5 separate regions of the Mus musculus genome follow, and regions 1, 2, 4 and 5 are each linked to region 3. A link is a contact called in public ChIA-PET and promoter capture Hi-C data. All regions are on one chromosome and are shown on one strand. Each heading gives the region's core, a stretch centred on a gene start, on an enhancer-like site or on the middle of the called end of the contact. The rest is flanking DNA. Distances are from core to core; before and after follow the strand shown. Region 1 holds the start of Gbf1 (golgi-specific brefeldin A-resistance factor 1). Region 2 holds the start of 4833438C02Rik (RIKEN cDNA 4833438C02 gene). Region 3 holds the start of Wbp1l (WW domain binding protein 1 like). Region 4 holds the start of Elovl3 (elongation of very long chain fatty acids (FEN1/Elo2, SUR4/Elo3, yeast)-like 3). Region 5 overlaps Nt5c2 (5'-nucleotidase, cytosolic II).

Region 1 (5,204 bases), core at 2,371-4,870, 450 kb before region 3:
CGCTTTGCTCCCTACTCTATCACTTCGAAAGGCTTTCTTTTTTAAAGACCACCCCTCCTTTCCATCCTATCTTTCTCTCCTTAGCTATCTCTATTTTTTTTTTTCTCCCCTAAAGAAGATAACTTGGAGAAAGCAGGATTTGGAACGAGAGAAATCAAAGTGGTATACAGCAGCATCTTCCCTCACTCACTGACCTTGGACAAGTAACAACGATGCCTCCCTGGCTTCCAGTGGCTGTCTGGCCTTGTGTGCTTCAAAGGTGTGAGCACTCGGCCTCTCACGCTGCAGTTATCAATTTGCCTGGGCTGTGCTTTCCTGGCCTCAGCCGTGTCGTGTTTCCCACGACAACAGATTTGGTCCTGTGGGTAAGGGTAGCGTTGGCGTTTTTGGATTAAGTGTTTGCAAGGGACAGGACAGGTGTCCAAGGAGTATGACAGGCGGGTTACTTAGTGCCCCTGAGAGTCCTTAAGCCCCGTGCAGTATGCTCCAAAGATGAATCTAAGCATACGTATCAATTTTTAAAGCACGATAGTTCTCTTTACTGCCTTCAGGAGAAAGTCAAAGTTTCCTAATGTGGCATATTTGATCTTCAGGACCTGAACTTCCAATCCCCCCTTCAATAGAGTCTTGCTCTGTAGCTCTCTGGTTTTGGCTGGCCCTAAACGTTCAACTATTATCCTACCTCTGTGCATTGTACTGAGTGCCCTGATTTGTCTTCATCTTCAGTTTTGTTCATCCTGAACGACCTCTAATTTTTCCTGACCAAAAACAAAAAACAAAAAAAACAACAACAACAACAAAAAACAACAACAACAACAACAAAAACAGTCGTTATATTGCTGATCCTAATTTCTGAGTTCCACTTAGGTTCTGTTTTATCTGAGAAGCCTTGCCTGAACTTCCAGGCTGGCCAAAGGTGTAGCTTCTTGCTCTCATGACCCCTTATGTATAGATTTGATATCACTCCATCCTCCATATTGAAGGAATCAACTGATGTGTTGACTTGTATAAAATAAAATTTAGGAGAACAAGAAGCATTTCTTTCCTCTTTTTCTATTCACAGGCATATAGAAACTCAATAAATGGGGGGCTGGAGAGATGGCTCAGCGGTTAAGCGCACTGACTGCTCTTCCAGAGGTCCTGAGTTCAAATCCCAGCAACCACATGGTGGGTCACAACCATCTGTAATGGGATCTGATGCCCTCTGATTCTGGTGTGTCTGAAGACAGCTACAGTGTACTTACATATAATAAATAAATAAATCTCTGGGCTGGAGCGAAAGGGGCTGGAGAGAGAAGGAAAAAGAAACTCAATAAATGTTGCACTGAAATAAATAAAAAAAAAACCTGTTTTATCTGTTAAATGATGTGTAGCACCTGTGAGGGGCTGGGGATTGCTTTCTCTCTGTCTCTCTCTCCATCTTTAATTGATAATCACATACTTCTAAGATGTCTAATGTCTGGAGGCATACCTAGATAGGGAGGGGAGAGTAGGGAGTTTTAGTTTACTTACAGGGTTTTCCTATTTGCTCTCCAACCTGAGAGAAGCCCTAAAGACCAAACGAAGAGAAAAATGGCTCAGAGGTATCATAGAATGAAATACCTTGGTGATCGTATCATCTTCATCTGACTTCCTTTAGGTTCCTAGCTGGACCTAGAGACCAAGACCAATGCATAGACACAGGGAGTTGTTGGGGGATTCTTCATATTGGATTTGGCTCTGATGGTTTTTTAAATTAGAGGATCATAACCTATGGATGCCTTGGGTGCCTGTTTCAAGGCCACATTCCAATGGCCTTAGAAAAGGTTTGCTTTGCTGGACATGGTAGCATATGACTTTAATCCCAGCACTTGAGAGGCAGAGGCAGGCAGACAGACCTGAGTTCGAGGCCAGCCTGGTCTACAAAGTGAATTCCAGGGCAGCCAGGCAGCCAGGGCTGTTACCCAGAGAAACTCTGTTTTGAAAAACAAACAAACAAAAGATTTATTTTTTATTATTTGAAATGTATGTGTCTGTGCCTGGCATAGTGGTGCAGCATTTGGGAGGCAGTGGCAGGTAGATCTCTGTGAGGTTGAAGCCAGCCTGGGCTTCAAGGACAGTCAGTAGCCAGGGTTACAGAAAGATCTCTCTCTCTCTCTCTCTCTCTCCCCCCCCCTCTCTCTCTCTCTCTCACACACACACACACACACACACACACACACACACGAGAGCGCGCGTGTCTCTGTGTGAGTATGTGCCCAAAGTGTTGGATCCCTCTGGAGCTGGAGTTACAGTAGATAGTGCTATGTACATCCTGGGAACTGAACTCAGGTCTTCTGGAAGAGCAGCAAGCACACTTAACTGCTAAGCTTCCTTTCCAGTCTCACCTGTCCGCATTTCGAAGGAAAATGGGAAATCATCATCATCATCATCATCATCTTCTTCTTCTTCTTCTTCTTCTTCTTCTTCTTCTTCTTCTTCTTCTTCTTCTTCTTCTTCTTCTTCTTCTTCTTCTTCTTCCTCTTCTTCCTCTTCTTCCTCTTCTTCTTCTTCTTCTTCTTCTTCTTCTTCTTCTTCTTCTTCTTCTTCTTCTTCTTCTTCTTCTTCTTCTTCTTCTTCTTTTTGTTAACGATGTGGACTAATGGTGTGAGATTAGGCCCTCAGACTTGATCCTCATACACCTCCACCAATCGTTCATTAAGATTTGTCCAAGGCTTAATAGGAAGGGCTGAACTGAGAGTCATATAGCCCTATGGAGTAAGGTATACCAAGTATTGAGGGAGGCTGGAGAGATGGTTTAGTGGCTAAGAGCATTATCTTAAAATAGACAAATTCTTTCTTTTTAAAAAGAAGTATTAAGTACCCCCATGCCCCTTACTCTCCGCACCGAATTGGCTGGGGTAGGTGTATGTTTTTCTCTGCTATGCATGGATCCAGCTTTCCTCGGTAGAACTCTTTCCACGTCTGGAAAATGAGGATACTCTAATTAGGTATCCAAGATTTCTGCTACCATTTTCTCTATTTCTGGATGGTAGGAATGGAGTAGAAAATGCAAAAATCAGAGTTAGGATGAGACAGGCACATATACCCAAGTGGGGCACAGAAGACAGGAGGGCGTAGGCAAGATTGCACGGGCCGGATTTAGGAACGCGTTTCAACCCCAGACCTGCCTGGAAAGAGAGCGATCCCTAAAGTAGTAAAGCCCAGGTGACTTTGGTAGGATGAAGTTGGGGGAGTAGGGTCGCCCGCTCAAGCTCTCAAAACGGACCCCGCCCCCTTTCCAGCAAATCATAGCCTTCCTGCCCAGGATGCCCAGCAGCCACTGCTAAACAGCGCACTGCAACCGAACCCTATCTGACCCCACCTCTTCAACCGCCCAGCACAATTTTTCATTGTTTATTGGCTTCTGTAACTGTCAGTCAGAGAATCCTCGTATCCGTTGGCTGTCCCCTACCTACTCTTCTTTCCCTTGTAATCTGGTCTCTTTGGGCATTGCACGCCTCCCAGAGCTAATTTCTTTCTTCGATTGGATAGTCGGAATGCCACTTTTCAGAGTGCCACGCTCTGATTGGCTGAGCGCGGCAGGACTCTCGCAGTTACCAGGCAGCGGGCTAGACTGAGGCTAGTTACCACGTCAGTGAGCTGACAGGGAAGGTAGCCGGCACCACCGAGCGTCCCGGCCCACTTACTCCAGCCTGCAGTGAGGTCTCACCCTGAAGTTAGGGTTGCCTTCCAGAAGACAGGATCCTTCCCTTCTCTCACTCGCCGCCGGCGCCGGGAGAGCGGCCGGGAGACGCCTCCGGGGCCAGGCTGGACATGAGCTGCGGCTGCCGCCGGTTCTGGGACTAGGCCCCGCCATTTTGGATCCGCTGACAGGTCAGCGAAGTCTCTTCTTAGAGTTCCAGCGTCGTGAGGGCCTCCTGACGTTGCCATCAAGAATAAGGAGGAAGGGTCCTTCGGTTGGGCGAAGCGGCCTGGGCGATGGGCTTAGTGGGAAGAAGTAAACCCAGAGGACTGATGTGAGAGGGAGTTGGGAGGTGTGCAGGGGCCAAAGGTCAGACCCTTGTCCCCGAGGGGTGTTTCAGCTCCACCTGTGACTCGGTGGATGCTAGAATCTGTTTTTGTTTTTGTTTGTTTGTTTGTTTGTTTTCCCTAGGCATAATCTGGCCTGCAGCTCTTCTTTTTCAGACCCTTCTGCACCCTAAAGTCCTCAACATCTGAAAGCAAAATTAAGGATGGTTTCAGGGTTTAGAGAGTGAATCTTTTCAGATTCTGTACATCTGTCACTTCGGGGTGACTGCGTCCTAGCACAACTGAAGCGCCCCATTAATCCTGAAAGATGAGCCAGCTCAGTTTGGATTAGGTAGTCAGAAGGCATAGAAGACTGGAGGCAGCCGCCTGAGAACCTGGCCTGTAAGATCTTGCTTTTACAGGATAGCTCAGCTGTCACCAGGGGTCTGCATGTAAACACCTTTCTTTCTTTTTGAGTCAGGTTCTTTCTGTGTAGCTCTGGTTTTTCTGGAATTCACTATGTAGACCAGGCTGGCCTTGGATTTACAAAGATCCACCTCCTTCTGCCTTAAACTCTTTAGGTGTGTGTTATGGGTAGGCATTTACCCACTGTAACTCCCTTCTTTTTAAGGATATGAGGTTTGATCCCAAGGCAGCCACTCTTTTGTGACACATTTGATTGAGAGTTAAGAGGGGTTTGAATACTGATAAGGCTTGGTCCTGGTGGTCTATTTATTTTTAGTAGGTGAAAAATCATGAAAAGGGCTGGAGGGAGACGTAGCTGGTTGAGTGTTTGCCTTGCATGTATGGAGTCCTTGAGTTCAGTCCCTAGCACTTCATAAACTGGGCATGTTGGTCCACATCTGTAATTATTCCCTACTTGGGAGATGGAAACACGAGGGTTAGCCCTGACATTCAAGGTTATCCTCAGCTACTTCTTGAGTTAGAGGCCAGCCTGGGCCAAGTGAGACACTGTCTTTAGCAAAGAGACAAGTTAGGAGAGTTGTTCTGCTCCTTGTGGTAGGGTCAGGGAAACAGAGTGAATGGTAGGGCACAACCCGAAAGAGTGTAGTTTATGGCCCAGTAGTGACCTTTGACATTGCTGTGTCATAAACTGGTGAAGTCCTTCGAAGGTAAAGAGTACGTTAGAGATGAGAGACAATGTAGTGTTTCCTGAGTGCAGAAGCTCATATCAAGAACCCTAGGTACAAGTA
Region 2 (5,084 bases), core at 1,990-4,489, 290 kb before region 3:
CAGTGTGCATGTAATTTTTACCTGATAGTTTTCAGAGCTGTTATTATTATATATAGATTATTACAAGAAAGAGCCTTTATTGGACTAAGATGGGGAGATGTTGGGTGATGGTTTTGTGCACTGTGTACTGAGATGCTGAGCACTGCGCCCAGAGATTGAGTGGCAGTCATGTTTGATTGTCAAGCATCTCCTGTCTCAATGTTGTATAAAAACTGTTTCCCATCACCTCTGATTGGTTAATAAAGAGCTGATCAGCCCATAGCTGGGCAGGAGAGGAGGAGGTGGACTTCTCAACTCTAGTGAGGGACAGTGATTGAGAGAAGGGATTTGCCATGGGAGAGTCACCATGAGGACACTGACGGGCAGCCAGGACAAGACGACGATGGCAAGTAATGGGGCACATGGCTGGGTAGTGGGCAGCCACAGACGGGTTAGAGCCCATGGGCATCTACCCAGATGTAGAGCTGAAGCTTATGAAGAAAGACCTGTCTCAAAAAAAAATTAAACCCCTTTTTAAAAGAATCTGAAGGAAGTGTATGGATGGCATAGCTGGATTTGAGAACCCCGCTGGCAGTGCCTCATGACAATGGCTTGGGACAGCCACTGGGAAAGGGAAGGTTGGCTTACTCCCATTTAGTTCAGGAAGAGGAGTGTCCTCTCAGAATCAGGAGAGTGTCTTTTCTCTCTCCTTCCTAGCTATGTGTTTGGTTGTGTTAGGCCTCTTCCAGCCTTAGCTTCACCAACAGCTTAAGGGGAACACAGTTGGCACCCCTAATCAGAAACAAATGGATAGTTTCAGTTGGGAGGGTTTGGGTTTTCAGGCCCAACCTGTAATCTATGCAGCTAGCCTAAATTAAAAAAACAAAAACAAAAACAAAAACAAAAAACTGAAGTGCTTCCTGTCAAAGCATTTAGTATAAGGGTGGGAGATAAGAAGGAATGCCTTTCCCTTCCCCTGGTGCTAGTACCAGTCTATAGTCACCTCCTAAACAACAGGGCCAGTTGTGGGAGAGTCCAGGGAGAGCCTGTGCTGCACTCCAGACCCAAGGGAGGAGGATTCAGGAACAGAGATGCACTGCACACAGCCCCTACAGAGAAAGCTGACTTAGAGGCCCAGAAAGAGCCCATGGCAGCGACTCTTGTCCTGACCTTGTCAGTGGAGGTATGCAGGGGGAAGGCAGCGAAATGTCATTTTCAGGGAGACTTTCTAAAATGATTTTATTTCTTATTTGTCACCACGTGGGTTTGGGGTTTGGGGGATGAGTAGTCAAGAATTGAAGGGTGTGCACCTGAATTCGGTCTCCCAGAAGGCGAGGAGAGAGCCAGGGGACCCTGGTGTGATCGTTTCGGACACTTGTGAGCCGTCCCACGTGGATCCTGGAAGAATCTTCCTGGATGCAGGAAGAGCAGGAGTGCTTCGGCGCTGAGAGGTCTCCAGAGCCTCCCACCCACTTTATGATGGTAACAGCTGGCCCTCACCCATGCAAAGCACACCGCTGGCAATTTTCCACAGAAGAGGAAGTTTGAAAGGCACTTTGGACAGATTTGCGTGCATGTGTGTTGAGACAGGGTGGTGTGAAACTTAGGATCTGTCTTGGTTTCAAGAAAGCTGGGACTGCAGGTGAATTTCGCCACGCCCAGTTGGATGCCTTTCAAGTCAAATAGTTGGGACATCTGTGGTGGATGAACGAGGCCTAAGACTCCCAGGCAAACATCTTTCTTCTCTTCCTTCTTCTTTTCTTCCCCCAGCACATTGATTCTCCAACGAGTCATCCTAAAAGCCTTGGCCCTTGTGAACCCGCCACTTACAGAATAAACATCAGTTGTCTCTTCCTGAAGCCCGGAAACTAAGACAGTTGACCCCAGAGTTTCCTTGCGGCTCCAGAAAGGCCGCTAGATGGCGATCTGGAGCTGACCGCAAGATCTGACTCCTTCCTCTTCCCCTTCCCAGCTAGGAGGTCCCTCTCTGGGAGGGTTACTGGAGTGTTGGGACTGACCCGGTTTCCTGTGTCTCAGAGATAGCCAACCTCTGGGCACAGCAAGAGCCAAGTGGCCCACTGGACTCCGTAACGGTCCCGGGCAAGCCTGGAAGAGTGCAGAGATCTGAGCCGCGCCCTGCGCTGGGTCCGTCGTCCCGCCTCGCTGGTCCCTAGCAGAACTGGAGCTGGGTGACACCCCGCGGCCAGTCCTGGGCGAGCCTTCCCCGAAAGGGGCGCGCCTGCGTTGCTCCGGGTTGGCTACAAGAGTCCTGGAGTTAAACTTTCAACCAATAAAAAAGGGCATGGGGAGTGACGCACGGGATCGTCACGGGAATTCCCCCCCTCGGGGGGCCGAAAGGGGCTTTCCCGGCTGGAGCCCTTTGGCTGGAGAGGAGCAACGACCGGTCCGGGGAAGGGCTCGGAAAGAAGTCGGAACCAGAGCCGCCACCACGGTGAGTGGCCGGGTTCAGATCCCTGAGTGTCTAGGGAATGGAGAGGGAGGGAAGGAGGACTTTAGATGACAGGCTGGGGCTGGACGCCACCTCCAGTGAGCGCGCACAGGAACAGGACACTTTGCTACACATCAGCGACACGTCTGCCTGCCCTTAGCTTGCCTGTGCACAGCCGGCCGGTGTGAGCCCCGCACACGCACTCACAGCGCACCCGTGCACCGGCGCCTGCGCACGGACATCCAGACGTGCACGGACGTGTGCCCACACTGGGCAGTACAAGGACTCACCTGTGTGGATGAACGTTCACTTGCACGTGCCATGATGCCACCACTCACCCGGCACACAAGACATTAGGGCTGAAACGCATATTCCTGCAACGGACACATGCGCGTTACACTGGCTTTGGGATTGGAGTCGCCAGGGAGGGCGGGATGCTCCCGTTTGACCGGCCACCGGGAGCAGGTGCAGCGGGAGAATCCGGGAAGCTAAGACGGAATCGCTAGAGACCGTGGAGGGGGAAACTCCTCCCCCCCACACACACCCTGAGGCCCGAATCATATTCTCTGGTCAGAGCCCCGGAGGCCCCACTGGAAGAACCCCCGCCTACGGGCCATTCGGAAAAGGGGCCTCCGACGGCAGGAATGTCCCCACAAAAGCCCCTGGGTGAATCAGCCGTGTCCTCCACGCTGGCTGAAAATCCCAAGTTTGCTCCAGGCTGCGGAGAGGGGGCGAGGCGGCTAGGCCCCGACTGAGCCCCAGGGGCTACAGAGGCTGCCCGGGAACCAGGAACCGCCTGGGCCTCCCGCCCCTCCCGCTGCGGGGGCGTGGCCCCGGCGTCATTTCCAGGCCCGCCCCCTCCGGCTCCGCCTCCCCCTGGTATTTTCGGGACTTTCCTAAGCAGCACTAACTTTCTGCCCCTTTCCCGGGCCAGCCCCGCTCCGGATCTCGACCTCCACCGGATCTTACCCGCCACGCCCGGACGGGCGGCTGGAGGAGATCGGACCCTCCCCCAGATCTGAGCCCCCCTCCCCTACCCATCCCTCTCCCCCTGCCCACCCCTATCCTGATATCTTTCACTCTTCCCCCTCCCACGCCTCTCTTCACCTTAGGCGGGCGTCCGAAACTCTGGAAAGCTGAACCGGGGCCCGAAGCCGCAAGACACAGCAGGGCCTAGCCCAGAGATATGGACAATTGCTACGATCCAGTGAGTCACACTGCCTGACCCTGAGGGCGGCGGGTGCCCTCTGTGTCTGCTTGTCAATTGGACGCTCCTCCACTCCCCTACTTCTGCACTGTCTTCAAATTGTCTTAGTCTGCCAGTCTGTGCTGTCTGCAAACCCTGCCCAGAAATGAGCTTCCTCATAGCTTGAGGAGGAGTCCAGGGAGTGACTGCAGAGGGCTTGGGAGGGGGTGGTTGGGGGGACCCTTGATTCAGCTGCCACCTTCTCTGTCTATAACGCAGGGCCTGGATGGCATCCCCGAATATGATGATTTTGAATTCAGCCCCTCCATCGTGGAGCCTAAGGATCCAGCCCCTGAGACAGGTCAGTAAGTCTTTGGCCTCGCAGTATCTCAGAACCTAGAGGAGAGTGAGCATGTCCCCTGGAGGCCCCACTGAGGGATGGTCTCAGAGATCCTGGCTCAGCAAGGCCCCTCTATTTCCAGCTGATGGCCCCTATCTGGTGATTGTGGAACAGCCCAAACAGGTGAGTGAGTGACAGAGAGTGGTGGCTTCACCTTTGGGGAAAAGGTGGGGCGGGGGGGGGGAGGGTAGTTATACCTACTGATCAGATTAAATAGCTTGCTGCTGATATGTTGGGGGCTTATGAGAAGGAGGTACACTTTTGGTCACTGTGGTCAGTGATGGCTAGTGGTTGCCTTGTGGGGATGACGGGGGGGGGGGGGGGGTTGCCTCTCCTGATCACAATGTCTCTGCTATGGAACCTTCAGCGAGGCTTCAGATTTCGATATGGCTGTGAAGGCCCCTCCCATGGAGGTTTGCCAGGTGCCTCCAGTGAGAAGGGCCGGAAGACCTATCCTACTGTCAAGGTGAGCTCAGATGACACCGGAGGGTAGGGATGGTGTATGGGGCAACTACTGACTATCCTTTGCCATTCTCAGATCTGTAACTATGAGGGACCGGCCAAGATTGAGGTGGACCTGGTGACACACAGTGACCCACCTCGTGCGCATGCCCACAGTCTGGTGGGCAAGCAGTGTTCAGAGTTGGGAGTGTGCGCTGTGTCTGTAGGACCCAAGGACATGACTGCTCAGTAGGTGGCCCTGGCCCCTGGCCCCCAGTGGGATGCTCATTGCCTGCCAGCCTTAGGTCTCATCTCAGGCCACCTGTGTGACTAGCACACAAAGTGGGAAGATTTACTTTGGCCCAGGAACCTCAGAGCTCAACTATAAAGAGCAGTTTCCTTGGAGAACAGAGCCAGGATGAGCCTGACCATGGGGGGTGGAGCGTGGGGGTGGAGGTGCCTCAGGAGGAAAGAGCCTCATGGTCAAAGAGGACAAAGCCTCCTCCTTGTCCTCTCCAGATTTAATAATCTGGGTGTCCTGCATGTAACCAAGAAGAACATGATGGAGATTATGATCCAGAAACTTCAGAGGCAGCGTCTCCGCTCCAAGCCTCAGGGCCTTACAGGTA
Region 3 (4,541 bases), core at 1,068-3,567:
GGGGGACTGGCTTACCTGGGGTCAGTGTGTAATGAGTTTTGTCTGGCAAGATTTGCTGATTCTGTTCAAACGCACCATTATGAATTGAATAAACTATTTGAAAGAACATGAAACACTGTCTGCAAACTAAGCTACTAACCCCTGATGGAAAGCAGGTTCTATGGTCTGACTTTGGCCTTGGCATGCCAGAGGATGTCACAACTGTAAGGGAACCTGTCTGATTTCCTTAATAATGGAGAAGAACCCACCGACCCTTGTCGGTGCTCCACAGGTCTCCCGGCGTAGATTATACATTGTCTTAGGGCTGGAATTGGCGAGCCATACATAGTCAAATCTGCCTGCTCTCTGGGTTTGTTTGTTTGGTTTTTTTCTTTTTTGTGCACTTAGGAACAAAAATTTATTTTTACGTTTCTTAATGGGCTATTAAAAGAAAACCTAGAATATGTGATAGAAGCTGTGCATGTGTCCCGTAGACTTTTAACACGCCTCCCCTATCCCGCAACTGTGACTTTTAGAAATAGATACTAGGCCTATGGGACATGCCATCAATCCCAGCACTTTGGAAGCAGAGGCAGCTGGATCTTCATGAGTCTGAGTCTACCCTGCTCTACATAGTATATTCCAGCCCTGCCTCAAAGGGGGAAAATGTGCACTATGGTCATCCGAAGATGTTGTGAAAACAGGTGGAAAGGCTCATCCCAGCTTCCGGTTCTGTAGGTCTGAGATGGAGCCCGAGGATATAACGCTGCCAGCATTCATCTGACACCACACAGTTGTACCAAAGGACTTCGAGTGCCGAGATCCCAGCTGTGATTTAACCCCACACCCACTTAGACAGTAAAATGGAACTCAGACAGCATGAAATTGGTATTTTCCTTTCGATGAAGCTCAGGCTATGCAGTCGTGAGTGCTGAGATTACAGCTATGCACCTCCACACCTAGCCAAATCCAGCCCTTTAAATTGTATGGTTTAGTAACGTTCAGTCCAGTCACAAAGTGCTACAGTTGTCACTACTGTAATCCAGAACACTTTCACTGTCCCTCCTAGAAAGCCAAGGTCGGTTCGGCAGCAGCCACACCCCCACCCGCTGCCAAACCCTTATCCATTTAGTTGAGTTGGCCTGTAAGGTGTTGAACAGCAGTTATAATGAGCAGGAGGGCTTTGCATGGGAACTACTAACACAACTTTGAGGACAGCCTGAGTTACCTAGTTTCTGGCTTGTATGGACAACAGGAAGAGACCCTACATCAAAAACTAGCCAAGTACATCCTGTAACTAATTGAAGTGTAATTTTTTCTTTCTTTTTCCCTCTCTTCCTCCCTCTATCTCTTCCCTTTCTCTGTTCCTTATGGCCCATACCAGGGTCTGAACTCAGGGCCTTGCCCATGCAAGCCATTTACCACAGAGTGATACATCCTCCTGCCCTGTTGGACAAGAATTCTCAAATTGAAGCAGCTACATGGTGATGTGTGGGTTTGTGTGGACTAGTATTGTCCTTGCGGTGTGTGGAGGGGCAAAGGGAAGCCATTTTCATTTAGCCGGAAGATAACATGGATGAAGCAATGATTGGTGGGTCTCAGAGCTATTTCTGAGTAGGGTCTGAAGAGTTTTGTCCTTGAAACTTGGGGGTAGCAGAGCACTATCGCTAAGAGAGGTGCTATTTAATAGGGGACTCAAATGACTCAAAGCTGCTGCTTGGGTAGTGAGCTTGGAAAAAGGATCCTGATAATAGGGCTTCCTGTAATTTAATACAAAAAGCACCAAAGGCTTATAGACTGCAGTTGGAAGCACGCTTTAGAATCATTATATCTCACTACTTTTTTTTCTTTCTTTCTTTTACCTCTACTTATTTTAATACAAAAAGCACCAAAGGCTTATAGACTGCAGTTGGAAGCACGCTTTAGAATCATTATACCTCACCACTTTTTTTTTTCTTTCTTTCTTTTACCTCCACTTAACTGTGGGAACATAACATTTCCGCCACACTCAAAATGACTGAAATACTGTAAACCTTTTCAATGCATCCGGGTGGTCGTGTCCCTAGCTCCTGTTACTTCCGCCACTCTCTGCGGGGCGGGGCGCTCTGCACTTTTCTGCACCTCGCAGCATTCAAGATGGCCCAGCTTCCTCCCACTTTTCATTGGCCAAATCACCTAGCACGAGGGTGGCTGGGACTGGTATTTGACTCACAGTTCTTTTGACCAATGGACAGAAAGTAGGAGCCAATGAGGCGCGGGAGCTGGAGACCCTCCCCTGCATCTGGGCGGGCCCTTTGCCTGGGGCGGGGTGGAGCCGAGCCGGAAGCGGGAGGGCAGAGCGAAACAGGAAAAGAAGGGAAGGAGGAAGCAGAGGGAAGAAGAGAGGGAGGAGGAGGGGTGGCGGCGCCGTGGCGGAGGAGCAGGAGCAGGAGGGGGATGGAGAGGAGAAGGCTCCTGGGTGGCATGGCGCTCCTGCTCCTCCAGGCGCTGCCCAGCCCCCTGTCAGTGAGGGCTGAGCCCCCGCAGGTAAGGGGAGGGCTTCTGGGCTAGCTTGGGGGTCTGGGGCGGTCGAGGCCTGGTTGGAGGGGGGTCTCAAAGAGGTTTGTTTGCAAGGAGTTGAGTGTTTTCGGGAGGGAAGCCCATGGCTAAGGTGGACCAGGTGAAGGGTGGGGGTGTTGATGTTTAGCTGAGGGACACCTGTGACGAGTTGGATGTCAAGAAGGTGGCAGAGGCAATGGTGCCAGGCGACTTGAGGGTCCTTTGAGAGGGTAGTTATGGTAGGTGCTCTGGAGGACTCTTCGCGGAGATCGCCGCACACTGGCGCCCGTGGGCCCTATTTCTGCTCCGCAGTAGAGTCCGGAGCCAGAGACTGTGTGCACACCAGTGTGTGCTGGGATCCCAGGTTACTGCACTGGCCCCAGAGGGAGGAGGGCTCAGCATGGTATTTATTTCAGGCTGGACAAAGGAAAAGTTCTGAGGGCATCCTGACTCTTATTTTTAATGCTGTAAGGCATAGTACGTTGGTGGGCTGTTGCTGGAGGTAAGGTTCTTGGGAGATAGTAGGGATGAAGTAGTAACCCCTCAGGAGGAGGGGCACATTTGAGTGTGAGAAAACCGTGCTGTTAGGCTAGCTGTCCTGGGAAGAAGTCACTAGTGCTGATCCGAGCGAGCCAGCTCAGGGCTTTTGAGCAGAGGGTGGTTCCGATGCCAATATCGGCAGCAAGTGGAGCACCCTAGCTTTTCTTGCTGGGTGGCTTGCTCTTCCTGAGTCCAGGGCCGAGATGCCTGCTTATGCTGATTCTAGCTTGGGCTGGCGTTTCGAAACCCTAATTGAAGCGTTACTCTTGGTGCCAGATTGGGTGGGGTGCTGTAGGGGGAATCACCCCTCCCCTGTTAAATCTGGCAAAGCTTCTATCGTTTCCTTTGGTTTCTCCCCTTTCTTCCCATCATTGTCTGTTTTCCACAGGCACAGGGACAGCCTGTGCAGCTTAGCACGTCACATCACGCTGAAGAGCAGAAATTGTTAGCAGAATTCTTACCTTTCCCCTTAGAGCTCAAGGGCAGCCCTTTCACATACGTATCTTATTTTTCTCCCGAATATCCTCTTCAAGAAACAAAACAAGAAAAACACCCAAAACCCCAAAATAATTGAGTTTTGTTTTGTTTGAGACAGGATCTTGCAATGTAGGTCAGGCAGGGCTTGAACTCTTGATCCTCTGCCGAGCTCTGTGATTTGATAAGATTTTTTTTTTTTCAAGTGAGCTGAAAGTCACAGAACAAAACCAACAGTTCTAAAGTGAATCACTGTGGCGCTCCATGGTTGTGCAACCACCACGGCTATCTACTTCCAAAACAGTTGAATCATCCCCAAGAATGATCCATATTAACCAGTTACTGCCTGTTTCCACCCCTCCCCCACCCCCAGCCCTGGCCCTTGGCGACACCCACTAGCCTGCATTGTGTCTCTGTGGGTTTACCTGTTCTGCACATCCCTGTGTAATGGAATGCTGTAGTATGTGGGGCGTCTTTCACGTTCCGTCATGTTTTCAAGGTTCACCCACATTGTGACCGAATAATAGTCCCCTTTATGTATATACTACAATGATTTGGCAGCTTATCTGTTGCTGTATCTTTTTTTTTTTTTTTTTAAGTCAGGGTTTCTCTGTGTAGCCCTGGCTGACCCAAAACTCACTTTGTAGACCAGGCTGGCCTCGAACTCAGAAATCCCCCTGCCTCTGCCTCCTGAGTGCTGGGATTAAAGGCGTGCACCACCACTGCCCGGCTCAGTTGCTGTATCTTAATGGGGCGGGGGCTGGGAGTGGGGATATGTTATCTGGGAGATAATCTGTGAATGATCGAGTTCGTTTTCTGATCTTTTCTTGTATTCCTCCCCAGGGATGAAGCCCTTCAGTTTTTGACTTTGTTTAGGTTCTTTGTTTTCTTAGTCAAAACCGTAAGCTGCCAGGAGAGATACATTTGTCTCCTTGAGAAGTTGCAGCTCTCAGGACTGGGAAAGTTAAGCGCAGGTAGTAGGTATCGATGGAATAGAATACAGAATAATG
Region 4 (4,939 bases), core at 1,156-3,655, 470 kb before region 3:
GTCAGGATTTCCCAGCCAAACTTTTGCCAGTGAACCATCTCACCTGTCTCCATAGTCTCGTACACATATATTTCCTTTTTTTTTTTTTTTCTGAGATAGGTCTAACATAGCCCAGGATGGCCTCATACTGATGTAGCCAAGGATGACCCTGAACTCCAGACTCTTCTTTCTCTTGCTGGTATTCCAGGTGCACATGGCTGACTTATGCATATATTTATTTTTAATTATTATTTATTTTATGTGTATGGGTGCTTTGCCTGAATGTATGTCTGCGTAGTGCCCGTAGAGGCTAGAGGAGGGCATCAGATCCCTTGGGACTAGAGTTATAGACAATTATGAGCTGCCATGTGGGTACTGGGAACGGAACTCAGGTCCTTTGGAAGAGCAGCCAGTGCTCTTAATCCAGCCCTAAATATTTAATTTTTAAAAACTGTTTTGGGGGCTGGTGTCATGGTTTAGTGGTTAAGAATGCTTTCAGAGGGGGGCTGGAGCGATGGCTCAGCAGTTAAGAGCACTGACTGCTCTTCCGAAGGTCCAGAGTTCAAATCCCAGCAACCACATGGTGGCTCACAACCATCCGTAATGAGATCTGATTCCCTTTTCTGGAGTGTCTGAAGACAGCTACAGTGTACTTACATATAATCAATAAATAAATCTTAAAAAAAAAGAATATCAAAACTGCTGTTTTTCTAATTTGTGTGTGTGTGTTGTGTATATATTTGTGTGTGTGTATGTGGTGTGTGTATGTGTGTGTGAGTATGAGGTGTGTCTCAGTGTGTGTGTCTCAGTGTGTATATATGTGTGTGGTGTGTATATGTGCGTACTATGTAGTGTGTATGTCTTTGTGTGTCTGTACATGTGTGTATATGTGCATGCATGTGGTATGCTTATGTGTGTGGTGTGTGTGTATATGTGTATATATATGTGTGTGTCTGTATGTGTGTGCATATGTGTGTATGTGTGTGCATGTGTGTGTGGCATGTGTGTCTGTATGTGATTCTGTGTGTACATGTGTGTGTATGTGGTAGTGTGTCTGTGTGTGTATGTGGTGTGTGTGCCTGTATTTGTGTCTCCATGTATGTGTGTGTGTATGTGTGTGGTGTGTCTGTAGGAATTATTTCTTTGAGACACTCAGTCTTTCAGTGAACCCAGGGTTTGTGATTTTCCCCTAGGCTGGCAGCCTGGAAGCCCCAACAGTCTTGTCTCTGTTCCCACATACAGTGGGCAGGACAGGGTGCAGGCTGGTTATGGGGTGTTAGGTTCTGCACTCGGGTCCTAATGCTTACACGAGTGCTCATAGTCACTGAGTCAGCTCTTCACCACCTCAAATAGTTCTTAGTTTTCTTTGCACTTGTTCTATAGATCCCCATCTCCTCTCAACTGTTTTCAAGCCTTCTGGTTTTCCTTCACTTTCTTAAAGCCAAGAAAGAAACAAGGGACAGCCAGGTAAAGGCTTCCCAGTTTCTAAGTATTTTTTGTTCACTGGGACTAGATGCCTTGGTGAAGGAGCAGATTCAATTGGATACGTTCAGACTGGGAAGGGGAACTGTAAGCCTAAGGAAGTTCACTGGGTCACCACCTACTTTAAACCCTTCCAGGCTTCTCCTGCACCTGAGGACAAGGAGCCCAGAGGGTGACCCCATTTTTCTCTCCAACATTTTTACTGGGCGTCAGACGAGACAGTTCCGGAAACTATAAAGAAACTGTAACAGCCTGAATTGCCGCCTCCTCAAATATTAACAACAACAACCCAACAGTAAAATTCATTACATCCATTCCCCTCCTCCTACAAGCACAGATCCAAAGACAGAAGTGGTCAGAGCCGTCTTCCTTATGGTCCAGCTTGGTCTTCCTTATTCCAGCCTGGGTTTCCCAAGGAAACTGTCGACCCCATATCTGGAAGTGTGCACCAGAAGCCAAGAGTCCCTCCGCTTGCTCGTCAGGGCCAAGTAGGTGAAGATTAACGCAAAAGGAGGCAGAGGCTACAGGTGACTGTGTCAGAGGTAGACTGGTCTGCCTGGGTACTCGGTGAAATCAAGGATTGGGGCGCGGGGGGGGGGGAGGGGGGAGGGGGTGTGCTTATGAGTCAACCTAGAGCAGCTGGTGGAATTTAGAAAGAAAGAAAGAAAGAAAGAAAGAAAGAAAGAAAGAAAGAAAGAAAGAAAGAAAGAGAAAGAAAGGAAGGAAGGAGGCGGGTGGGGGGAACGGATTTGGGGCAAACTTGGTTCTTAGGGGAGGTGCCCCTGAGACTGATCAGTCAGAGAGGAGGAGGTCCAGGGGCGGGACAGAGATGTCCCTTGGCTAAGATTGGATAACTGCTGAGGGCGGGAGCTGGCCTTGCACCGCCTGGGTTCCCAGTTTAGTAATTGGGGATATATATACGGCAGGCACGGTCACTGCAGCGCGAGCGGGCTGGTTAGCAGCGCACGTGCCAGGCTCCGGGGCCCTTCTGCTTATACACAATTTCTTTCTGTCCTGGGTTTCTTCGTCCCTGAGACCCACTCCATCTTCTACTTCTTTGGCTCTCGCCCAGCTCCCTACCCCAAGCTCTGTAACTCGTCGTCTGCAAAATCGAAATGGACACATCCATGAATTTCTCACGCGGGTTAAAAATGGACCTGATGCAACCCTATGACTTCGAGACGTTTCAGGACTTAAGGCCCTTTTTGGAGGAGTACTGGTGAGACCTGGTGATGGGGAAGGACCAACTGCTTTGAGGGAAATGGAGACAGGGAATGAATGCCTGTAAAGTCTCCGACGACGCGCCCGCCCCGGTACTAGCTCCGATTCCCCTGCCCCGCCCCCTCTTTTAAGATACCCCTTTAAGAGATTAGCTCTAGAAGAAAGGGCTCAGAAATGAGAAGTTGGAGAGAGGGATGTGGGAGGAGACAAAAACAAAGGGAAAAAATGGGAACTATAGCTGAGGAGAGATTGACCGGAATGAAGCGGTTTTTTTAGTTGACTCTCAGAGAGAGACAGAGAGGCACACACAGACACAGACACACAGACACATACACAGACACACACACACACACACACACACACACACAGAGAGAGAGAGAGAGAGAGAGAGAGAGAGAGAGAGAGAGAGAGAGAGAGAGAGCCCGAGAGCCCAAGCGAGCCTTCCTGTGTGGGCACCTAGGATTAGCGTGTCCCACACACAATTATCATGTTCCCTTAGTGTGTCATCTTCTCTGATGTCAAGATAACACAAAAATGGGAACCCTGTCAAAGCTTTCCTGAGGCTTTCTGTCTTAGCCCTAAATCGTCCCAGACGTGTTTGGTGGGGTGACTTTGTTGTTCAATCTCGTCTTGCCATAAGTCAGTCAGATGTTGCTACACTATCTTACACCACAGGTTTGGACAGAGTAGTTCTTGGCTGGGGGCAGACAACTGTCACCTTCATTGAGACCTCATTGACAAAGTCATAATTACAGAAATCTCAAATGTGCCCTGTGCTAGGTACTTTAGATCTGTGAATACTGCCAAGGCACCCCACTACCCCATAAAGATAAGGAAACCAAAGCATCATACTGCTGAAGCTCTAGTATAAAGGAGCCCCTTTGGGAGATGAGCGGGCATTCTTTTAAGCAACGCCCACTGTGAATCCATCTGTTTTCTGCCCTCCAGGGTAAGCTCATTTCTCATAGTGGTCGTCTATCTGTTGCTCATCGTTGTTGGCCAGACCTACATGAGAACGCGGAAGAGCTTCAGCTTGCAGAGGCCTCTCATCCTCTGGTCCTTCTTCCTGGCAATATTCAGGTAAGTTAGTCCTCCACCCCATGCTCTCTGCCTGTTCTTTAGTCCTTACATCTCCATTTTACCCTGAGGGTTTCTCAAATCCTCAGCCACGTCGACTTCTTTTCCATAGTACCTGGGTTTTCTCTCTTCCTTGAGCCCAAGGCTATGGTCTCTGTTCTGTTCCACCCCTCTTTAAAATGTTTACTTTAAAAGATAGTCTCTTAATCTGCACCCCAGACTGCTCTAATAGCCCACTGTGTAACCTAGGCTAGCCTCAAATACCACAACCGTCCTGCCTCAGTCCCCTGAGTTCTGGGAATACAGATGTTAGGCTCTACCCCATTCCTCTTGTGCTCGGGAAATCTATACGGCCGACAAAATTGTCTAGCCTTAAATATCTCAGTTCCCAAATTGCTCTTCCAAAGCAATCGAAGAGCATCAAGTTCCCCAGCCCCTCCTTTACCACGTCCTTCTGTCTCTTGCCACTTTTTCCTTCTGACTGGCAACCCACTTCAAGAACCCTGTGCTTAACTTTGACTTTCACCTCTCCCCCTGTATCCACTGGCTTTTTCTTAACCCATATCTCATGGAGAATACTTGTTAGATCTACCAGATTGGCCCCGGGAGCTCAAAAGCTGTAGCCACACTCCCCTCGGAAGGGTGAGGAGGTGATAGAGAGTTGGTTCCGACGTGGATGTGGTTGGGTCAGGTTCACGCCTGGCCATCCCCTAATCCCTTCATACCTTTGTGCATGGTCTCACTCCAGTATCCTGGGTACTCTGAGGATGTGGAAGTTTATGGCAACAGTGATGTTTACAGTGGGCCTCAAGCAAACCGTGTGCTTTGCCATCTACACGGATGACGCCGTAGTCAGATTCTGGTCCTTTCTCTTTCTTCTCAGCAAGGTTGTTGAACTGGGTGAGTGCAGGGGCTTTGTCTCCGGTGCCCAGTGACTTGAATCCTTCCCCAGCGCTCTTCCCTTACCCATCACATGGAGAGTCCCGGCCCTACTCCTGGGTCTTAGTGAGATATCCCCACCCCACACCCACACCGTGAGATTTCCAGATGTGTTCACACACCCCGGGGAGGGAGTGGTACCAGCACTGGGTGGCCTGACGACTATGATCCCTCACCTCTCAGGAGACACGGCCTTCATCATCCTGCGTAAGCGTCCACTCATCTTTGTCCACTGGTACCA
Region 5 (5,180 bases), core at 19-2,518, 290 kb after region 3:
AGCTCTCCTGGTGAGTCACCTGGCTGACAGTGTCATCTGGCCAGTAACAAACTGTTGTATCCACACAACACAGTAAAACATAGAAAGCAAACTGAGTGATATCCACCTCTGCTCTAAGGAATGAACTAATGCAAGGTGACTCTGCAGTTGTCACATGCCACGCAGAGGTGATCTGGGCTTGAGAAGGCTTAACACTGTCAAACTAGGCAATGTCCTCAATGACAATTTAAATGAGAATAGTAACTAGGGTGAATACGGTAGTCTCTAAATTTTAAAAACAGAGATGACAACTAATAGGCCACGTACATGTTCCAGAAATTTCAGTCCGAATGCACGTTACTTGAAATGACTTACTGTAAAGTCAGTGAGTGCTGGCAGCTGCAGCCTTGGCTCAGTGGCTGTGCTCCATACCTTCAATGATTACTTTAAAACAAGCCAGGCAAGGTGCTGCACGCCTTTAATCCCAGCACCCGGGAGGCAGAGACAGGCACACCTCTTTGAGTTCAAGGCCAGTCTGCTCTACATACTGAACATGTCCCAGGACAGCCAGGGCTACATAGAGAAAATTTGTCTTTTTAAAAAATGCCTAAAACCTCAGTGAAAAAAAATCCTTATACCCATGAAACACTGTACATATAAGCATGTTTTTAACTAAAAGTGATACAGATATGGTGAGCAATTTTGAAAATGTATTTCCCTTAAAAAGAACACCAACCCTAAAGCCATTTGAAGAGCAATAGCTGTGACGGCTAATAGTTGTACTACACAAGGGCCAATGTTAGCATTAGACATACATTTTACTGAGTTCTAGAATAGCCAGGACCCTAGTGACCAGGGCCAAGAATGGGAGAAAGCAAATCAAAGTTAAAGCAAGAATCTCTGACACTGCTCAAGTGCGGGACAGCTCCCTGCACTGGCAGGGCAGGCACAGCCTTCACGCTCTCCTCAGAACACAAGGTCGTTTCCTGTCACGGGAACTGACTGACTGTGGCGAGGAGGAGGGTGCACCTGCAGGCCACGATGCCGTGGCTGCTGCTCTGGGAACTTGCTCCTCTGTACTCTTCAGGTACATTCCCCAAAAGGATTGTTTTCATAGAATAAAAAGCATTTGTGCTACCAACTTTAAAAAATGTAGTAGGGATGGTAACTTCTGCCTCAAATTCCAATCCCCACAGTCAAGAATCACCTACAGCAAGGAAACTCACAAAGGCACCGAATGACACAGCAGCAGCCTTGCCAGAGCCACCGAGGAAACCCAAAAGCTAACGGAAGGAAACCTGACCTCAACAGACGGCTGACTACACTTGATAATGAAAGCATGTATTTCTCCACTGATTAGCAACACTGTGAAGCACTGGACAAGTGGGGTTTGAAGCAGCGGTACAGCCTGTATACAGCATTTGTGGATCTCCTCTTCCTACCAGTCCCGTGGCTCTGTTCTGAAACCCTTTTTTACTACCTTCGTACATCCAGATGACACGCTGACGATGACAGACACAGAAAATCATTACAAGCCATGTGGTGCGATCTGTGTGCACTCCACCTGCCTTTACCTGTTCTTCCTATACAGTTTCAAACCATCTGCAGAGAACAGATACACAAAACTGAAGTAGCTATGATTAGAATTATTTAAAGCCTTGAGAAACTTTCCAAACTTTCCAGGACTTCTGATGGAGTCCTCCCACCCTCCCTAACAGAATCCAAACAGGCCACCCCTCACCCCGTGAGTCTGACAGACTTGATGGGTGCTCCGGTTTCTAGTCTGCCTTCCTATTCTTCCTCTTCTTCCTCTTCATCATCATCTTCATCATGGCAGTGTGTGATCTCCTGGGGGGCCAGCGGGAAGAGGTTGGGGGGCTTGATCTCACTAATGGACCTTGTAAGCTGGTGTCGCTTATAGTCAGTGTCTTTGAAATCCACTGACGTGCGGTTCCGGGTGGCGAGAGGGGACTCCATCTCATTGATATCCACATGCGTGTGTTCCACCGTTGACTCGTGCGGCATCTAGAGCAAAGCAAACACTCAGGCTGTAGGCAGAGCGAAAGTGAGTACTGTGCTAACCACTCCGCTTCCCAAGCAGGAGTGCCTAAGCTCCGCTCCCTCCCTACAGCATGGAAATCCGTAAGAAACCTTACGGATGCTTTTATACTTCCTTAGCCAGCCCTGCCCTGCAACAGCAGTATCAGGACATACATATAAAAACAGTTATATTGCCAGGTGTGGTGGCGCACGCCTTTAATCCCAGCACTCGGGAGGCAGAGGCAGGCGGATTTCTGAGTTTGAGGCCAGCCTGGTCTACAAAATGAGTTCCAGGAAGCCAGGGCTACACAGAGAAACCCTGTCTCGAAAAACCAAAAAAAATTATTTCAATTAGCACTAACAAGTCTTTTTTGGGGGGTGGGGTAGGGCACCTCTCAATGTAACCCTAAATCAGAGATCAGTACCTCCCAGGCACTAGGATTAAAGGTATGCACCAATACACCCCGCATTTTTTTTTAAGATTTATTTATTTATTTTATGTATGTGAGTACACTGTCGCTGTCTTCAGACACACCAGAAGAGGATATCCAATCCCATTACAGATGGCTGTGAGCTACCATGTGGTTGCTGGGGATTGAACTCATGACCTCTGGAAGAGAAGCCAGTGCTCTTCACCACTGGGCCATCTCTCTAGCATCTCTATGGTCCATCTTAACTGTCAATCAAAAGTAACGGTACTCACCAGGACATGGGCAGCTCTGAAGAGGTAGCTGAATGGGTAGTACAGCAGGTTGATGAACGAGGCCGCATAGAGATCTGCATAGCGCATCACTTGGCTGGCAAAGAGTGTCTGCCGGGAGCCGCTGCGGAACAGGCTTCCCATCATCCCATAGCACATGTCCATGTCATGAGTTACTTTCTAAAAAAAAAAAAAAAAGGTCTCAGCTATGCAACTACATACAAGTCCCTGCATCAAATCAAACATGAAAATGACTCAGACAACTGACTTCCCACGTTTTTTCCCAAATCCCATCTGGATACCTTAATCCGTCTCTGGATGGAACTAATGTCCGGGCGCTCATTGCTACTGCTGTCCAGGTGCCTGGGAACAAGAGGAGAACGTGGTGAAGATCTCTAGGAGAGCACACCTCCCTATGTTAGTCACTCGTGGAGAGGTAGGTGGTCTTTGGCCATAAGTTGTGGAGTTGGGAAACTTACTTGTAGAGTTCAGCCAAGAAAATATCCAAGCTTTGAAGTTCTTCAAAGAGTGCTACAGTTAAAGTTTGGAAAGGAAAAGAAAATGTTTTACACAAATCAAGCAAAAGTACCTTTTAAATGATGTTCAAACTGCTGAAATCTCAGCTATGCGTGGATGTGTATGGGCTTGCACATGCCATGGGGTATGTGAAGTCAGAGGACAGTGTGTGGGCGACAGTTCTCACCATGCGGATTCTGGGGACTGAGCTCAGGTCAAGTTCAGCAGCAAGCACCCTTACTGAGCCTTGACTAAGAATTAGGTGACTTGTCTACCATCACTGTTCAACTTCATAGGTGGGAAGTGTAAAATGTGTGGGCAAGCCGGGCGTGGTGGCGCACGCCTTTAATCCCAGCACTCGGGAGGTAGAGGCAGGTAGATTTCTGAGTTCGAGGCCATCCTGGTCTACAGAGTGAGTTCCAGGACAGCCAGGGCTATACAGAGAAACCCTGTCTCGAAAAACAAAAACAAAAACAAAAAGAAACAAACAAAAAAGTGAACTCCTACCATCTTTACAGTCAAGAAGAGCCGTTCTGACTGTGTCGTCACTGAGAAGAACCACCACCGTTTCCCTTTTCTGTGTTTGTCCACTGCCTATCTCAGTAGAGCCCAGGTTGGAGCAGATACTACTGTTGCTCCCATTTTCATATAAGGGAGAACAGAACAAGGCCCAAGATGCATGCAGACTTTGAGAAGAGAAGCCAGAGTTCCCATCAGCACAGGCCACGCTGGCAGAACTGGTAAGTCTTAGCACAGTGACAGTGGTGCGCCGATATGCAGCCACCTGCAGCCCAGCTGAAGGGCGGGTACCACATAACGCTAGGTGGCTTGGCTTAAGAATGTAACTTGGCTTCTGTCTTCACGAATACCCGGTTATTAGCATTCAGAGCCATTGCTGCCCCAGAATCACAAACAGAGTGTTAGGAAGGAGGCTGCAGGCTATGGTTGGAGAAGTGTGGCCCACAGACCGAAGTGGATGTTGTAGTTCACAAACTGTTACTGTAATTCATCTCAGGGCAGAAACAGTTTACACTACCTCGAAGGACTGTGAAAATCTGCGAAGTACACACACACACACACACACACACACACACACACACGCACACACACATTCCATAGTTGTGTGAAATGACTGAGTAATGGTTTCTGTAAGAGAATCAAGTTCAAGCCGTCACGTAAGGTACAGACGTGAGGCGAAGGCCCGAGCTGAGAGGGACAGTCCTTACAACTCTTGTCCGTCCAGACGTGGAGCTCCTGCGCAAGCTCAGGAATCACCAAGAAAGTCCTCCACCCTTGCCGTTTCTTTGACTTCAGAATGTCTCCAAAAATGTGATCTCCAATATACAAAATGTCTTTGCCCTTAGCTCCCAACAGGTCACAGATTGTATCAGATGAACCTGCAAGGGATAAATGAGAAACGTTTCTCTGTTAAAGAAAGCGTCCAAAGCACCACAGCAACATATATGCTAAAGACATTTATAATTACAGGAAAGGAGCCTTTCTGAAAGACAAAGGTTAAGCTCTATCTCCCGTGTAAGAACCCCAGGAAGGCAGTATCAGAACCCCAGTATCAGTGCTTATGCAGCATGTGAGAGGCCTCGCTCGGGTCTGTCTTCAGAGCCACCAAAGGTACCATGACCAGTTCTCATCACACATTTAACATTAAGTTGGCTCTACTCAACTGCTTCTGACTCTTGACATTAAATGCAGCTACATGGCTTTAAGAAAAGAAAAATCCCAAAATGGTTTCAGAACTGAGACAAACCCTCAACAGAGGACAGAAGGATCTTTTCAGTAAAAGTTAACCCTCCTGGCTTTCCCTGCAGATGACTCGGAAGATGACATTTCTGGTCCTGTTATGTGGTACTCTGCTGAGAATTTTCACAGTGAAGCCAAAGATCACCATGCAGAGGTGCCCAGAACAAAGGGAGACAGACAGACAGTT

What was found. Promoter capture Hi-C pulls out the DNA fragments that hold promoters and counts their contacts. ChIA-PET counts read pairs in DNA pulled down with a chosen protein or histone mark.
Region 1: a contact with region 3 is called in a promoter capture Hi-C map of pre-B cells, with 2.7 times the contacts expected there. The contact joins the promoter of Gbf1 here to the promoter of Wbp1l in region 3. A contact is called at or near these places in 2 of 39 promoter capture datasets (cranial neural crest and pre-B cells), 2 of 115 datasets of contacts at active chromatin or transcription factors (bone marrow-derived macrophages and thymic regulatory T cells) and 1 of 9 other capture datasets (liver).
Region 2: an RNA polymerase II ChIA-PET map of memory CD8 T cells shows a contact between it and region 3, with 27 read pairs. The contact joins the promoter of 4833438C02Rik here to the promoter of Wbp1l in region 3. A contact is called at or near these places in 1 of 39 promoter capture datasets (erythroid cells), 2 of 484 Hi-C or Micro-C datasets (CD8 T cells and muscle stem cells), 4 of 115 datasets of contacts at active chromatin or transcription factors (bone marrow-derived macrophages, memory CD8 T cells, pancreatic cancer cells and 1 more) and 1 of 9 other capture datasets (adipose tissue).
Region 4: a contact with region 3 is called in a promoter capture Hi-C map of pre-B cells, with 3 times the contacts expected there. The contact joins the promoter of Elovl3 here to the promoter of Wbp1l in region 3.
Region 5: a contact with region 3 is called in an RNA polymerase II ChIA-PET map of memory CD8 T cells, with 38 read pairs. The contact joins the enhancer-like site here to the promoter of Wbp1l in region 3. A contact is called at or near these places in 4 of 39 promoter capture datasets (cranial neural crest, frontonasal cranial neural crest, macrophages and 1 more), 1 of 15 datasets of contacts at CTCF or cohesin (large pre-B cells), 58 of 484 Hi-C or Micro-C datasets (the AML12 cell line, B cells, the Ba/F3 cell line and 33 more), 9 of 115 datasets of contacts at active chromatin or transcription factors (T-cell acute lymphoblastic leukemia, astrocytes, double positive thymocytes and 6 more) and 4 of 9 other capture datasets (adipose tissue, embryonic stem cells, liver and 1 more).

What each region holds. Positions count from the first base shown.
Region 1 is chr19:46,148,938-46,154,141 of GRCm38.p6, forward strand. Gbf1 (golgi-specific brefeldin A-resistance factor 1) reads left to right here and starts at 3,621. Exons shown (of 40, transcript NM_178930.3): 1 at 3,621-3,855.
Region 2 is chr19:46,302,390-46,307,473 of GRCm38.p6, forward strand. It overlaps 4833438C02Rik (RIKEN cDNA 4833438C02 gene), which reads right to left and starts at 3,240. Exons shown (of 3, transcript NR_152248.1): 1 at 2,973-3,240; 2 at 2,719-2,802; 3 at 1,196-2,461. Nfkb2 (nuclear factor of kappa light polypeptide gene enhancer in B cells 2, p49/p100) reads left to right here and starts at 3,306. Exons shown (of 22, transcript NM_019408.3): 1 at 3,306-3,635; 2 at 3,894-3,975; 3 at 4,097-4,137; 4 at 4,382-4,480; 5 at 4,553-4,704; 6 at 4,975-5,081. The coding sequence starts at 3,615.
Region 3 is chr19:46,596,789-46,601,329 of GRCm38.p6, forward strand. Wbp1l (WW domain binding protein 1 like) reads left to right here and starts at 2,318. Exons shown (of 5, transcript NM_001177812.1): 1 at 2,318-2,505. The coding sequence starts at 2,416. It overlaps Sfxn2 (sideroflexin 2), which reads left to right. Exons shown (of 12, transcript NM_053196.3): 12 at 1-113.
Region 4 is chr19:46,129,494-46,134,432 of GRCm38.p6, forward strand. It overlaps Elovl3 (elongation of very long chain fatty acids (FEN1/Elo2, SUR4/Elo3, yeast)-like 3), which reads left to right and starts at 2,406. Exons shown (of 4, transcript NM_007703.2): 1 at 2,406-2,680; 2 at 3,631-3,762; 3 at 4,508-4,659; 4 at 4,882-4,939. The coding sequence starts at 2,577.
Region 5 is chr19:46,887,048-46,892,227 of GRCm38.p6, forward strand. Nt5c2 (5'-nucleotidase, cytosolic II) reads right to left here. Exons shown (of 18, transcript NM_029810.5): 14 at 4,462-4,632; 15 at 3,199-3,250; 16 at 3,022-3,082; 17 at 2,723-2,899; 18 at 1-2,004. The coding sequence ends at 1,771. Among named protein-coding and RNA genes, the nearest start is that of Nt5c2, 73 kb to the right of the region's middle. Within about 2 kb of position 1,269, at least 87 of the 459 cell types and tissues checked have an H3K27ac peak or open chromatin away from gene starts, as enhancers often do. A contact at or near this core is called in the Ba/F3 cell line, CD8 T cells, ECoMG-derived neutrophils and 10 more, where this site is marked.